Linked DNA regions of Drosophila melanogaster: regions 2, 3 and 4 are each linked to region 1. Evidence: chromatin contacts called from public Hi-C data. All regions are on one chromosome and are shown on one strand. The core of a region is the stretch at or near the end of the contact, and the rest is flanking DNA. Distances in the headings are between cores, read along the strand shown.

What was found. A called contact is a pair of places that touch in the nucleus more often than the background predicts.
Region 2: a contact with region 1 is called in a Hi-C map of the Kc167 cell line, with 1.8 times the contacts expected there. A contact is called at or near these places in 56 of 107 Hi-C or Micro-C datasets (the D17-c3 cell line, the Kc167 cell line, the ML-DmBG3-c2 cell line and 18 more) and 1 of 7 datasets of targeted methods (the Kc167 cell line).
Region 3: a Hi-C map of the Kc167 cell line shows a contact between it and region 1, with 3 times the contacts expected there. A contact is called at or near these places in 10 of 107 Hi-C or Micro-C datasets (the Clone 8 cell line, the Kc167 cell line, the S2 cell line and 3 more).
Region 4: a contact with region 1 is called in a Hi-C map of the Kc167 cell line, with 2.8 times the contacts expected there. A contact is called at or near these places in 7 of 107 Hi-C or Micro-C datasets (the Clone 8 cell line, the Kc167 cell line, the S2 cell line and 1 more) and 1 of 7 datasets of targeted methods (the Kc167 cell line).

Annotation. Positions count from the first base shown.
Region 1 is chr3L:20,026,312-20,029,436 of dm6, reverse strand. CG14183 reads left to right here and starts at 1,602. Exons shown (of 8, transcript NM_140915.4): 1 at 1,602-2,411; 2 at 2,466-2,790; 3 at 2,848-3,125. The coding sequence starts at 1,676. Lamtor1 (Late endosomal/lysosomal adaptor, MAPK and MTOR activator 1) reads left to right here and starts at 417. Exons shown (of 5, transcript NM_140916.3): 1 at 417-565; 2 at 628-791; 3 at 1,059-1,192; 4 at 1,252-1,322; 5 at 1,378-1,618. The coding sequence starts at 485. The coding sequence ends at 1,470.
Region 2 is chr3L:20,229,964-20,233,088 of dm6, reverse strand. CG13813 reads right to left here and starts at 1,420. Exons shown (of 2, transcript NM_140938.3): 1 at 593-1,420; 2 at 1-532. The coding sequence starts at 1,369. The coding sequence ends at 17. Su(var)3-3 (Suppressor of variegation 3-3) reads right to left here. Exons shown (of 4, transcript NM_168835.2): 4 at 2,839-3,125.
Region 3 is chr3L:19,843,831-19,846,955 of dm6, reverse strand. Papss (PAPS synthetase) reads right to left here and starts at 1,663. Exons shown (of 4, transcript NM_168823.3): 1 at 1,326-1,663. The coding sequence starts at 1,367. kto (kohtalo) reads right to left here. Exons shown (of 8, transcript NM_080047.2): 8 at 2,012-3,125. The coding sequence ends at 2,094.
Region 4 is chr3L:20,186,933-20,190,057 of dm6, reverse strand. It overlaps Ssk (Snakeskin), which reads right to left and starts at 1,536. Exons shown (of 3, transcript NM_168831.3): 1 at 1,296-1,536; 2 at 870-1,066; 3 at 279-738. The coding sequence starts at 1,346. The coding sequence ends at 498. All of the region lies in intron 2 of CG42674, which reads left to right.

The DNA.
Region 1 (3,125 bases), core at 353-2,852:
GGCTGAAATTTTGGCATCTTCATCAATCAAGAATGTGCTCGTTCTCGTGGGCTGGCTGTTGGGGAAAATGTCATATAGGTTGATAGAAAAAACAGCAATATAAATATTTCAAATTAATAATTGATGTCTACCAAAAGCAGTTAAATTTTTTAATATCTTCACAATTATTGCCGATTTCCAATAAAAATATAACAAATTAATAAAGTATAAATTTAAATCAACTTAATTCCCAATAAAAAGTATTTCATAATAAATAAAACAAGGATAACGCTAGGAACAGTAAGTAATAAACTAGTATTCCCTTATGAAAACCCATGAATTTAATGTCCGATTAAAATTGTAATATTTAGCGCCTAATCGATAACAAGTATGTATACAGCTGTTTTAAACTGTCTGGTAGCACTGATCTTATCGAATATGTACAATTCCATCCCTAGAAAAACTTGCATAAAAAATAAAGAACAATTGAACAATTGCATTTAGAATGGAGTATGTGCACTCTGTTTGGAGCTACCTAGCCTCGATCTGCAACTGCTGGCAATGCACCGAAGATCCAGGTGCGCAGGTAATCCGCACATTCCCCTTTCCCCGTCAACAGACCGAATACACAATGCGTTCCATCTGCAGCCCAACGAGCCGAACGAGCGGACACACCTTCTCGTGGACCCGGTGAACCATAGTCCTGCCCTTCGACGGAGCAACTCCGATGGCCTCAGCACCGACTACGCCCACTCCCTTCCCAAGAAGGACGATCAGAACGCCCTCTCCAGACTGGTGCAGAATACTGCGATGTACGTAGTTGATAGTGTATAGGGTCCACATTTGGCACTATCATATACAATTCCATTGATTGGAATGCTAGCATTTTACAGCGATTGCTATACTATACTATACTATAGTAGTATACCTACGTAGTTATAGCGATGGCAGGATCTAGTATGTAGTATGGTTATACCCAAGCATTTATCGGGATGTTCAATGCAACAAAGCAACACAGCCCTAATTATCGCTTATCTATATTATATTTGTATTCGCTTATACGCTACTTTGCTCTCCAGAAACATGATAAACGTTGGAGCCATGGACTGTCACAGCCTGGAGCACCAGGAGTACGCCGATAGAATAAGATTGTACTCGCAGCGGTTGCATCAACAGTGGAACAACGGCCAGCACGCCAGTATCGCACCAAAAGGTTTGCAATATAGCTAGATTGAAAGGGTGAATGATGACTAACAATTAAATGAACAACAGGTCTCCTTAAAGATGTACCAAGCCATCAGTTCTATCTGTCTAAGCCAACCTATCCAGATGACACTGCTCAAGTGAGTTTTACTTTTCGCAAATTGCTTGTTGCTTACCAATTTCGTATGTTTTTAGATGAAGCTCTTCACCGAGAAGGCACACATCAGTGTCTCGCACATACAGATCGACCACAAAGAGGCCGTGGTTGTTCCCTTCCGGATTCCCTGATTATCGTATCTTAAGTGAAATAAAGTGATAAATTTATATAAAATCAAAATCTATATTGGTACTAAGTAGCCCTTGAATAACCAGGTAATCGACTTATTTTCATTAAGTGTACAGAAGCAAATAAATACATACTATATTCTTAACACGGCAAGACATTTTTTTTATTTAGGAAGGCACACACACACACATATAGCTAAAATCCAAAATGTCGTTCGATCTTAACCATAAATTTTGGGTCTACACGCGCAAGGAAATTGGTAAATTAATCAAGAAGCAGAACCGCCTGAAGAAGATTGAGCCGCCAGAGGAAAAGGCAGTATCGTATAAAATTTACGCAGAGCTCTATGTTTTGTATGTGGAGCTGGTCAATAAGTTAAGTTTCATATACCACAATACTTTCCAAGTGCAAAAGCGGGCATTGGTACGTGTTTTGGTGGAGAATGCCACTCAGCAGCTAATGCAACTCAAGGAGGAGTTAAAAGACTTGGAAATGAGCGAATACATTTACATAGATAAGGCGCTGATCGCTAGGAAGCTAACACCACGGGACCTGGTCGTATGGAGGTCACCACAATTCCTTTACCGTCGCCCGTTGGACATTCAAAATATCATTGCCGACAACCGATTGTACATGAACGATGAGGAAAAGGAAGAAAAGGCAGCCCAGGATTGGGTTCCGATCAGTGAGGCGGTCAAGCTTATCCAAGCTCACGAGAGGGCGCGCCGAGCTCGGGTTTACAAGTCCAACATAAAGTACGACAAGAAAAAGTTCCTCAAGGTCCATCAAAGAAAGAAAATAAATTACAAATTCACCTTTAAGCCTGATCAGGCAATGAGTATTCCCGTGAAGAGAACCATTTTTTCAGCTGACTTCTTGAAGGCGGACGAGTCCTGCGAAAATCTTATCAAAAAGGATGATGTAGCGGATACCGCAATAGATGGCAAGTAGCTAGATCGTTTCAAAACAATTAATTTGGTTTTTAATTATTTTCTAGATGAGGAAGCCTTAAGTGCAATACAGAACAATGCTGCTTGTAAAATCCAAAGTTGTTGGCGTGGTTACAAGACGCGGAAAATAGTTAAGATTAGGAAGCGGTTCAAGGAGGAATTGTATGGTATGAAGAAAATTAGGAAACTGAAGCGACCCAATCAGACGGCAAATTCTATTATGGAAATGTACAAGAACGAGATGCTCAAGAAGAAGCTGGATGAGGACTTCATCAACTTGATCAACGATGAGCGCACCCGATTGCTGCAATTCCGAAGTCCATGGATGATGGAAGATATATCCGATCATATCCGGGCATGGTTCAAGGAATTGTGAGTTGTTTTTCATTGAGGCAAAAAAGGCAAAAACGTATAACTCGTACTTAACAGCTACGACGCGACTGGGAATTTTCATCCTTATCCCGATCCTGTAAAACAAGGAACGGTACTGGTTGTCATTGATGAAACAATGACGCCAATGGAATTTCAGGAAAGCCTTGGTAAAAAGCCGCTGTCAAAAGCCGAGTTGAAGAAACTTCGCGATAAGGAGAAGAAAGAGAAAAGGAAAAAGAAGGAAAAGCTAAAACAACTGAAAATGAAGGAAGCTAAACGTCGGAAGAAATTGAGAGACGCTGGAGTCATCGATATTGGCTACGAGCTAACTGCAA
Region 2 (3,125 bases), core at 171-2,670, 200 kb before region 1:
TATTATCTATAATACTTTAGCACTGCTCGGAGTCCATTTTGAACAGCGGCTCCGTCATGTTGTATTTTATAAGATCCTCGACGATACCAGTGATTCGCCGCTTGAAAATTGGTAAAGTCCGGGCGTTGAGCATTTCGTATTCTTCAATGAGCTCCTTGTACTTGGGTTCATCAGAGGATGTCGAAATACTTTGGATGGCCTCGGAAACAGTATCGATATCAATCACTTCGTTGGCATTGGAAATGAAAAAGGGTAGCGAAAATGCTCCCATTATCAAGCCGTAAACGCCGTACTGTTGCAATTGCCGATTGAAGACGCTGCGCGGATATATGCCCTCGAGGGAAAGATTGCAGGACTTCAATTTCTGGTCCATCGTGTTGTAGTAAGCATCCATAAAGTCGGGGAAGTGCTCGTCCCGCAATCGTTTCTCCGTGCAGGCAAACAGGTAATGGACTATGTCCAGTACCGGCGGTGCATAGCGAGACATTTGAAAGTCGATCAGCTTGGCCTCCACAGGTTGATCAGAATTAGGCTGGGGAATAGCAATAGTAGCTTATTTAGATAATAACTTAGAACTAGAAGGATTAATTACCTCATGTCTATAGAGAATATTGTTATTCCAGAAGTCACCGTGACAGATAACAGCATGTGGCGCCTGCGCCTTTCCATCCACACAGTAAAGAGCCAAGGATTTCAGCTGGTTTTCACACAATTGCAGGACTTCCTGGACCGCGGCCACTTGGTCGCCATCGGATTCTTTCAGGATGATTCTCGCCTTGCGCAGCTGCGCCTTTCCAAACTCAATTGTGACCTCCTCAATGTCAGATGTAAATAGGTTGTCCTTCTCCACGAACTCCACCAACTGCTTGAACTGCAAGGGATCGGTCTGCTGCAGGATGAAGGAGCACGCATGCAGCTCCGCTAAAGCTTTCAGGGAGCAGACCACGATGTCGTAGGTAGGCATAATACAGCGTGAATTGGGCCGAAATCCACTCTCAGACAGGTCCTCGAATATCAAGAACTCATCGGGAGCTTTCAAGTCATTGGCCTGTAGGGCCGGCGCCACGGTGAAAGTGTTCCGATCTGGAGATAGCGCCCGGAAAACGGGAAACACCTTCTGGTACATGAAGACTTCACGAGCATAGTAGTCCACGACGTGCATATGGGATCTTCGGGCCTCGTTCCTAGGCGCCATTTTGACCACCACGGTGGCTGCGTCCACGATCGTGGGCCAACTCACCCGGAGAACCTGTCCGTAGGCATTCTCCCCAACTCCGGCCATTGGTTGCGAGACCATAGGTATACCATGGCGTTGATACAGCTCCAAAAGGACTCGGGTAACGGCGTATGAAAGCTCGTTATCGCTCATTTTGTTACCTGGCTTGAATCTTCGTCGTTGAATCTATATTTCCAAGTGAACTACTTCAACATTTGTTTCGGCTTTTATAGTTCGTCGGCCGAAAAGCTCCACACTAGTTGCGCTGCATTGAGGGTGGTGCTGATGATAGAAGCCACGTGACCGATTGAATGGTGAATGGTTAAGTGGGCATCCTTATTGCTTCTAAACTAACGAATAGATATTAGAGTTTGTTTTTAAATCGATGGTACTGGGTTTGTATTGCGTGGAATATTCGTAAAACCATCTTTACTAACATCATCGATATCATTGCTTATATGGATTTCTCGATATATAGAAAATATGCGATTTTTATAAACTCATCTTCTTTACAACAGCATAACACTTATTTAATTGAGATCACTATAGTCCATGATTTTTTATATATTCATATGTCTTATATATTTATATTTTTTTATATTTTATTTAAGACCATTTCCAACAATTCGTCAAATTACGTAGCCGATAAAGAGCAACGAACTTAGAAGGGAATTTTTTGTACTGTTTTCCCCAAACGTTTTTGGTAGTTTAATTCAAATCATAACTAAAATGTTTGCAGATTTTACTAGTTGCACCAGTAACTAAGATACATTCAAACTAAAGAGCTTCAATTATTTAGCTTTGAAACTAGGTTTTTCGGTTTCGCTGCAATACTAATATTTACCCCATGATTAATCTATTTGTTTTGTTTGTAAAGCAGCAACATTGCCCAAATCCAGAAGGGTTTGCACAAAATATTTAGGCCAATCGATAGGAACGATAGTGCACTTCTTATTGTGCTCTATTTTCAGCTCTAACGTCAGTAGCTTCGGTCGATGACCCGGCTCAAGGCCATTGCTAATGCGAACATACACTCGCGGCGGACTTACTCGTATATGCAAGCTACTATACAAGTAGTTAGAAAAGAATGCGATTCAGGAAAACAAAAATCAAACTTAACTTTTTGTCATACCATCATACCATACCAAACCAAACCATGCCCACCGCCGAAGCTTTTTGAGTATTACCCGCGAACCGTAAATATCGGCCATTGAACTTGACAATCGTGGTACATGCACGCCCCCAAGAAAGCTCGTGCACGGTATAGCACGATCGGATCTAACCCGTTCTAGCGGCACACATGTACGTATGTATGTATACGTTTACATATATTCACCCCCACCGATCGGCTCTAACCGAGTGCACTTCCGAGCTTTTCGCCCCTGAGACCCACCAATGCTAATTCGTAGAAGTTTGCAAACAGGAGCTTTTAACGGCTAAGGTTAAGCTTTCGTTTCATTGCCATTGAAAGCGAACTTGGGTGGAGGTCGTTGAACTGACACAATTTCGAAAGAAGTTGCCCAACTGCCCGAGACCCAAAACATTACCGTTTTCACTTTTCGATACCCACTAGTTTCGGGGTATAATGAAGTACGAACTGCCTAATAAAAAGTCGAAGGATTAAGCTTACATTATATTTTAAAACTCAATTTATGCCATGATTTGCGTACACATTTTTCTACATCGTATTTTATCAAGATAACAATAAGATATTAAAAAAATTGAAAGTGTTTTTAAGTTGGAAGTAATATGAAATTTGTACTTAAATTAAATTAACCTAATTAAAAATATCGGCGTCAATTTAATTTACTATTTTCAAATTTAATTTACAAAATACTTATTGAAAACAATCTTATAGGCGATAATATACTTAAAAGATATACTCCTCATTGGCGGGTAAGTGGTACGG
Region 3 (3,125 bases), core at 414-2,913, 180 kb after region 1:
TGCACCAACCATGCCCTTTCTTTGTGCATTCAAATTGTTTAAGTCATTCAATTGGGTAATCGCAACTAACGATTAATGTAGTATCCATAAAACTACCGCGTAATGCAATGACACATAAAAGCAATAACCATTAAGCCCAAATGTTGCTATATGGAAATCAAATTACTGGCCGTAAAAAAGCTTAGAAAGCAAGCTGCGCGAAATAAACAATGAAACCAAAAACTATTAGTACCTTGGCTTTATTAAGCCAAAAAATGTAACTAAAAGTGAAAATGAATTTAAGTATTTCCCTAATAGAAACTATTTATTTAATACTTGTATTCATTTTGTTGATTGTGGTTCAGCTAAGGGAATTTGATTAATAAATTAAAAACAATGCCACAAAAAAAGGCCGCAAGCTGCAAGTTATCTCTGCGGTCATTCAACCTGCAAGTGAAGCCGGTGAAGCAAACCAAGTTTCAACTACTTTTGGCCAACTGCGACCACAAAGTAGCCCATTCGAGTTGATGTCTCCGACTTGACACCTTTACTGCAACTACCACTTTAGTTGGCTCGCAAGACTTTCTTCCTAATTTGAACCTGTTTTAGCCATAGCAACAACATTCGCTGTGGCAACCAGTTGTTATCAAGGAAATAGTTGCCTGTTGCATAAGTTATTCATTGTTTTACCTCATGTTGAGATGGTTTGTAATTGAAGAAGAGGACTTTTCTTCGGAACAAGTTAATGCCGGAATTCCAAACCTATCTCAAAAATTTATTTATATTTTTTCAAGTATTAAAAACGATTGTTTTTAATCAGACTGCTGGAAAAAATTAAATGCAAGTCTTGCGGTTTTATTTGCATGTGTACAAAATATTTCTGCCGAATCAACATTTCTCGACAAATACATTTTAAATATTTCTATACATTGTAGTATAATTAAAAAATGTATGGTGAAGTCAGTCTTATCAACTGCAAGCATGCAATAGATGCTTTTTGGAAGTCAAGTGCGAATTTTAATGTGGGGTAAACGTCATTTCCATGGCGTAAGATAAGATTAGGCCGGGAATTCTGGTGTTACGTGTCCGGCGACCCATATGGAGAGAATATTAACCGGGAGATGGAAACAATGCGTTTGGGAGAACATGGGAAAGAGATCTGGGGATCTGAAGATACATATGTATATTCAAACAACTCAGGCTGATCAAATAGATTGATAAATTCAAACATATTCCACAGCTGTAGGTGAATTTTTTCGGCCCACTTGTTCTAATAGAGTTAGAGAAATTGGGTTTGCTCAGCTTTTTTGGGCACAGGGCCACATATGTACATATCTAATACTCACCGTCTTTTGACGCTTTTTGCTGCTCTCCGGAACTTCACTCATTTCTCGAGGGGAACTGTGCTCGCCTATTATGACCCACCAAAGTAGCACGTCCTCCTGCCAAGCAATTCCAAACAAAACTGCGAAAAGTAGTACTTCGAGTCGGAATTCGGTGCAATCGATGAATGAAGTGCGCCACGGAAGTAACCGTTGGCTGGCTTACTGTTTTCCAAATAGGTGTAGCACTCGCAGCAGCTGGACTATTGCACTAAATAGCTTAAAGTCTAGTTATATCGCAAGCAAACGTTTAAATTTGGGATACGAGAACTGTATTATTACTAATTCACATGCACACAAACACCCACGCACACCAACGCAGCCATCGGCGCTCAGCTGATTAGAGGTGGCCCAAGTGTACGATGGTTAAACGATAGCCCACTACATTGCTAATGTAAAAACAAATTTATTAATTTAATTAATATTTTAACTAAACTATCGCATAGTTGTAAGAAAAATTCCAATTGCAAATTAAATTAAAGTCAATACTACTTTTTTATAACCGCTTTTTAGTAACCCATTGAAACATAACTTATGTTCCAATGGATGAAAAAATAGACAAAAAAAGTTGAAACTTTATTAAAATGTAGCTGCTAAATATTTAATATTTTTGTAATATCCCAAATCAAATTTGTATGAAAAACAAAGTTCGTTCTGAATGTACGTTTATTGCAAATTCATCTGATAAATAAAGGATTAGGACTAGGCTTACGATTAAGAAGTGTCTTCGATCTAGTACGGTGGTGGTTGATACTGCTGCTGGCCCATCATGTTCTGCCGCTGGAGCTGAGCCACCAGATTCGGCGTTTGTTGCTGGTTCATGCTCTGCTGCTGCGGCACCATTCCGCCTCCGGCGCCACCGCCAACGGCGCCACCCCCCTGCTGAGGCCCGGCTCCCATGCCGCCGCCTGCCCCACCACCCATACCCTGCAACTGCATCATTTGGTGCCTCAGCTGCTGTTGTTGCTGTTGCTGCTGCTGGAACTGCTGCTGGGTGTTGAGGACGCCGGGTTTGCCTCCTCCCGCCGACTGCTGACGGGCGTACGGAGGCACCTGGCCGACGACGCCACCCGGCCCCGGACCCATCATGGTGGACATGGTTACGTTGGGCGCCTGGTTCATGTACTGGTTCCGGTTGCCGGCCATCATTCCTCCGGGAACAACGCGCTGTTGCTGTTGTTGTTGTTGCTGCTGCTGGGCAACCGCTGCGGCGGCCATAAAGTCGGGATTGTTGCGATTCCCCTGCTGCATCTGCGGATTGAAGTTGCCCATCATGTTGGCCTGCTGCTGTTGCTGCTGATTGGGCGCCATGCCGACGCCCACTCCAACGCCTGCTCCACCGCCCTGTTGCTGCATGCCCTGCTGTTGCTGCTGCTGGTACTGATTCTGGAAGTTCTGGAACTGCACCTGCTGCTGCGGCTGTTGCTGCGGCTGCTGTTGTATCATGCCTTGCTGAGGCATGCCTCCCATGCCCATGTTGGGATTGTTGCCGGCACCGCCAACGCCGACGCCAACACCAACGCCCACACCGTTGCCTCCCTGAGCTCCACCGCTCTGCATCATTTGGTTGGCATTCGGGTTGACCATGCCCACCATATTCTGTGGGATTTGTTGCTGCATCATCGGATTCTGCGACATGCCTTGACCTCCCATGTTCATCTGATTCATCTGGTTGGGCGCCATGCCGGGTCGCATGTTGCCGCCGCGCATGAACTGCTGCTGTTGCTGCTGGTTGGGATTCATCTGTTGCTGCTGGGCGTTCTG
Region 4 (3,125 bases), core at 287-2,786, 160 kb before region 1:
ATTGGGTGTTAGTTTAAAGTCGAAAAGTTTAGTCAACAAATCTAAGTTGTCGTTTTTTGACAAAAATTAGCAAAATGCTTACGTATGATGTATGATATATATAAATAATCTTTCATTAATTGCAATGATATCAGAAAAAAAGAAACTGAGCAACACGATCAATGGGTTCTGATGGTAATTAGTTGATTTAGGTTACAATTGATACTTACTAGTAAGTGGCATTCCATTGCATCCCCTTAATTAGTTCCCAAATGCACAAAAACTTTTATCCGTGGCGTGGTCTTAACTATTTGTATTTGCCAATTTAAGGATGTTAAACGTGAATGAAAATTGTAAACAGTTAGTGTATAGTACAGCGACAATTGACCCTTACGAACGTATAGTTGATAATTGATTGCGGATAATAACTAATTTGCACTTAAATCGATCTATGTATAAAGACAAATGTGGATGGTGTTTATTCGGCGGCTGCGATTGGTATCCCCACTATTCAGTTTCTACTGCGTGTAGTCGGTGTCGCCCTTCGAATAGTGTATGCAAGCCAACACGGTGTCCAGCAGGTACAGTGCGCCCTCGATAACGCACAGCGAGCCCATGGCAATGCCCACTTGACGCTCCGAGTTCACATACAGGAATCCCTCGTCGGACATGTAACCCTTCCAGTAGTGGAGTGCCACTCCGCCCACGGCGATCCACATGATGCAGCCAACCACGTTCATGATGGTGTCGCACAGCTCTCTGAAAAACGGAAAGCCATTGAAAACAAACAGTTGTGAGTTGAGAGTGTGGAATTAAGGGCGGAAAATACAAGAAAAGGAATAAGATGCGGGTCAAAGTTCAGCTATAATCAATATCGGCATTCAACATACCCCTTATGTTTGGTTGTGCCGAAGGCAAAGGCAATGGTGTGGCATCCAGTGTAAATCAAGAATCCAACCATGACGCCTGAGGCTACGATTTCCGCATCGGCGCTCTTCTCCTCGTTTAAGTTCCACGTGCCGCCGATGCCCAGGAATTCGCCACCATCGCCCCAACGGTACAAGAAGATGATCACCAGATTGATGATCTGCGAAAAAGGAGCGCACAGGAGAGCAATTAAATGAGGTCACAATTGGGAATGGGAATGAATGAATCACTTCTTGGCCACGCCTCGCCTTGCCGTACAACTCGGCGTATGAGTAACATTGCTAATACGCCAGGACTGATAAAACGCGCGCTTATCTATCAGCCGAGTTATTGCGACCACAAACAGGCTATTGCTCAATAGGAAGGGACCAAAGAAGCCCAAAACTTACCAGCTTCAGGGCCTTGATGAAAATAGAGCCTACAGTCTCCACGGACACCATTTCGCACTAGATATGCTGATTGCTCTTATCGCTGAGCTGGAATTTGGGCAAATGCTTTAGTTCACAGAGGGGTTTCTCCCAGTCAAGGGGCACTCACAATCTTTTCTGTAATTTTCACGCGGAAACTACAGCGAAATGATTCGTTTTCGTATCGTTGTCGTTCGTCGACTAAACTGAAAAATATCACTGAAAGGCAACCAACCAACCTGTCGCGCCCAGTTCGTCGTGTCGCCAAGAATTTGTAGCTTTTGCAATCAGAGCATACACGGTCAGCGATAAGATAAGATAGGGCTCACGATAACAGGTGCCGTTCGAAATGGGTTACTAATTCGTTGACGGTTCAACATGTTCAGGCTCCGAAGCCCAATGAAACCCAGATGCGCATGCGCCAGCCCCACCCGCGTATCTTATCAAAACGGCCTTATCGCAGCTCTGTCGCCTTACATCGCGATATATCAGGTGCTCCGATTTGCCGCTTTCCACAGCATTGTTACACATTATTCATGGCGGCCACAAAGCCACAAAACGGGGAAACATACCCGCGGCTCTGAGAGACCGGAAACAATTATTCTTGCGTCATCGATGTATTTCTGAAATACTTTCGTGGTGACCCATTCCCATTCCCACTGATAAAGCTCCCGGTGGTGCATCCCTCGAACAGATTAAAAATTCACTGACCTTGTCACGATTCCGATGATCGATAGCCCAGTGGATTCCAGCTACTGATTAAAAAGTCTCAGACACACAAAAAGTCACTGGAACCTAATCTGCATTTCAATTATCACAACCCTAGCACAATAATCGTGGCTGTAGGTGGCCCATGTTCGAGATTTCGAATCAATTGGAAGAGCACAATGCAAAATGATAGGAGCAATTGGGGAGCAAAAAAGCAACTTGCGGTTGATGTGGGGTTCCTCGATTTACATATTGCCTATTTATCACAGTAAAATGGTGTATAAAAATACAACTCTTGGATGAATGGTGCGTTTTAAGAACACTGTGTAACATGAAAAGCAAACAATTTTCAGGTCACGAAGAAAAGAAAGAACTTAGTTAGAAATAGTTACAGTCCCTTGTTTCTAAATTCAATGTTTAAAAACTAATTGAAAATGGATGCATATGGTTTTTGGACAAATGAATAATTGCATAAGTTTGGAGGGCGTGGGAAATTAACTATACTGCACATTTGGCACCTCGTGCCCTGTGTTTTGTATTTAAGGCCGACATTAAAATGTGCTTGTATAAATCATAAGTTCAGAACATGGAACAAACATGAGATCACACCTCATCAAGGGTTTTTTTTATGACCCGCATTGAGTAGCAAGTATACACACTGATATTCATGAGTACTATATATAAACAAGTATTATTTACGCTGTGCCGAGGGTATTATTGGATTTCATTTCAGAAAATTTAATTTTAGCATACAACTAACTTTCCAACCTAAGCTTTTCAAAATAAATATGTTGTTTTAGCGGAAATTGTCTCTTTTGTATACAAGTTTTTAAAATGTGATTAAACGTGCTTGAATGCCTTAAGAATAGTATTTGCTTAGGGAAAACAAGTAATTGAATAAGATTTATTTAATTAAAGGTAATAAAATTAAATTTGAGCAAGGTACATGGATACTGATTTATTTACATAGATCTGCTTTCCATTTTAAATGCAAGTTGTCTGATGCCTGGATAAGCAAAGGAATATCTTCCCAAATCAAGGCCAAAGGTTGTCGAGTTCTTTGTTTTCGTTCCCCCATTGCGAATGCCGCTCAGCACCGCGGAT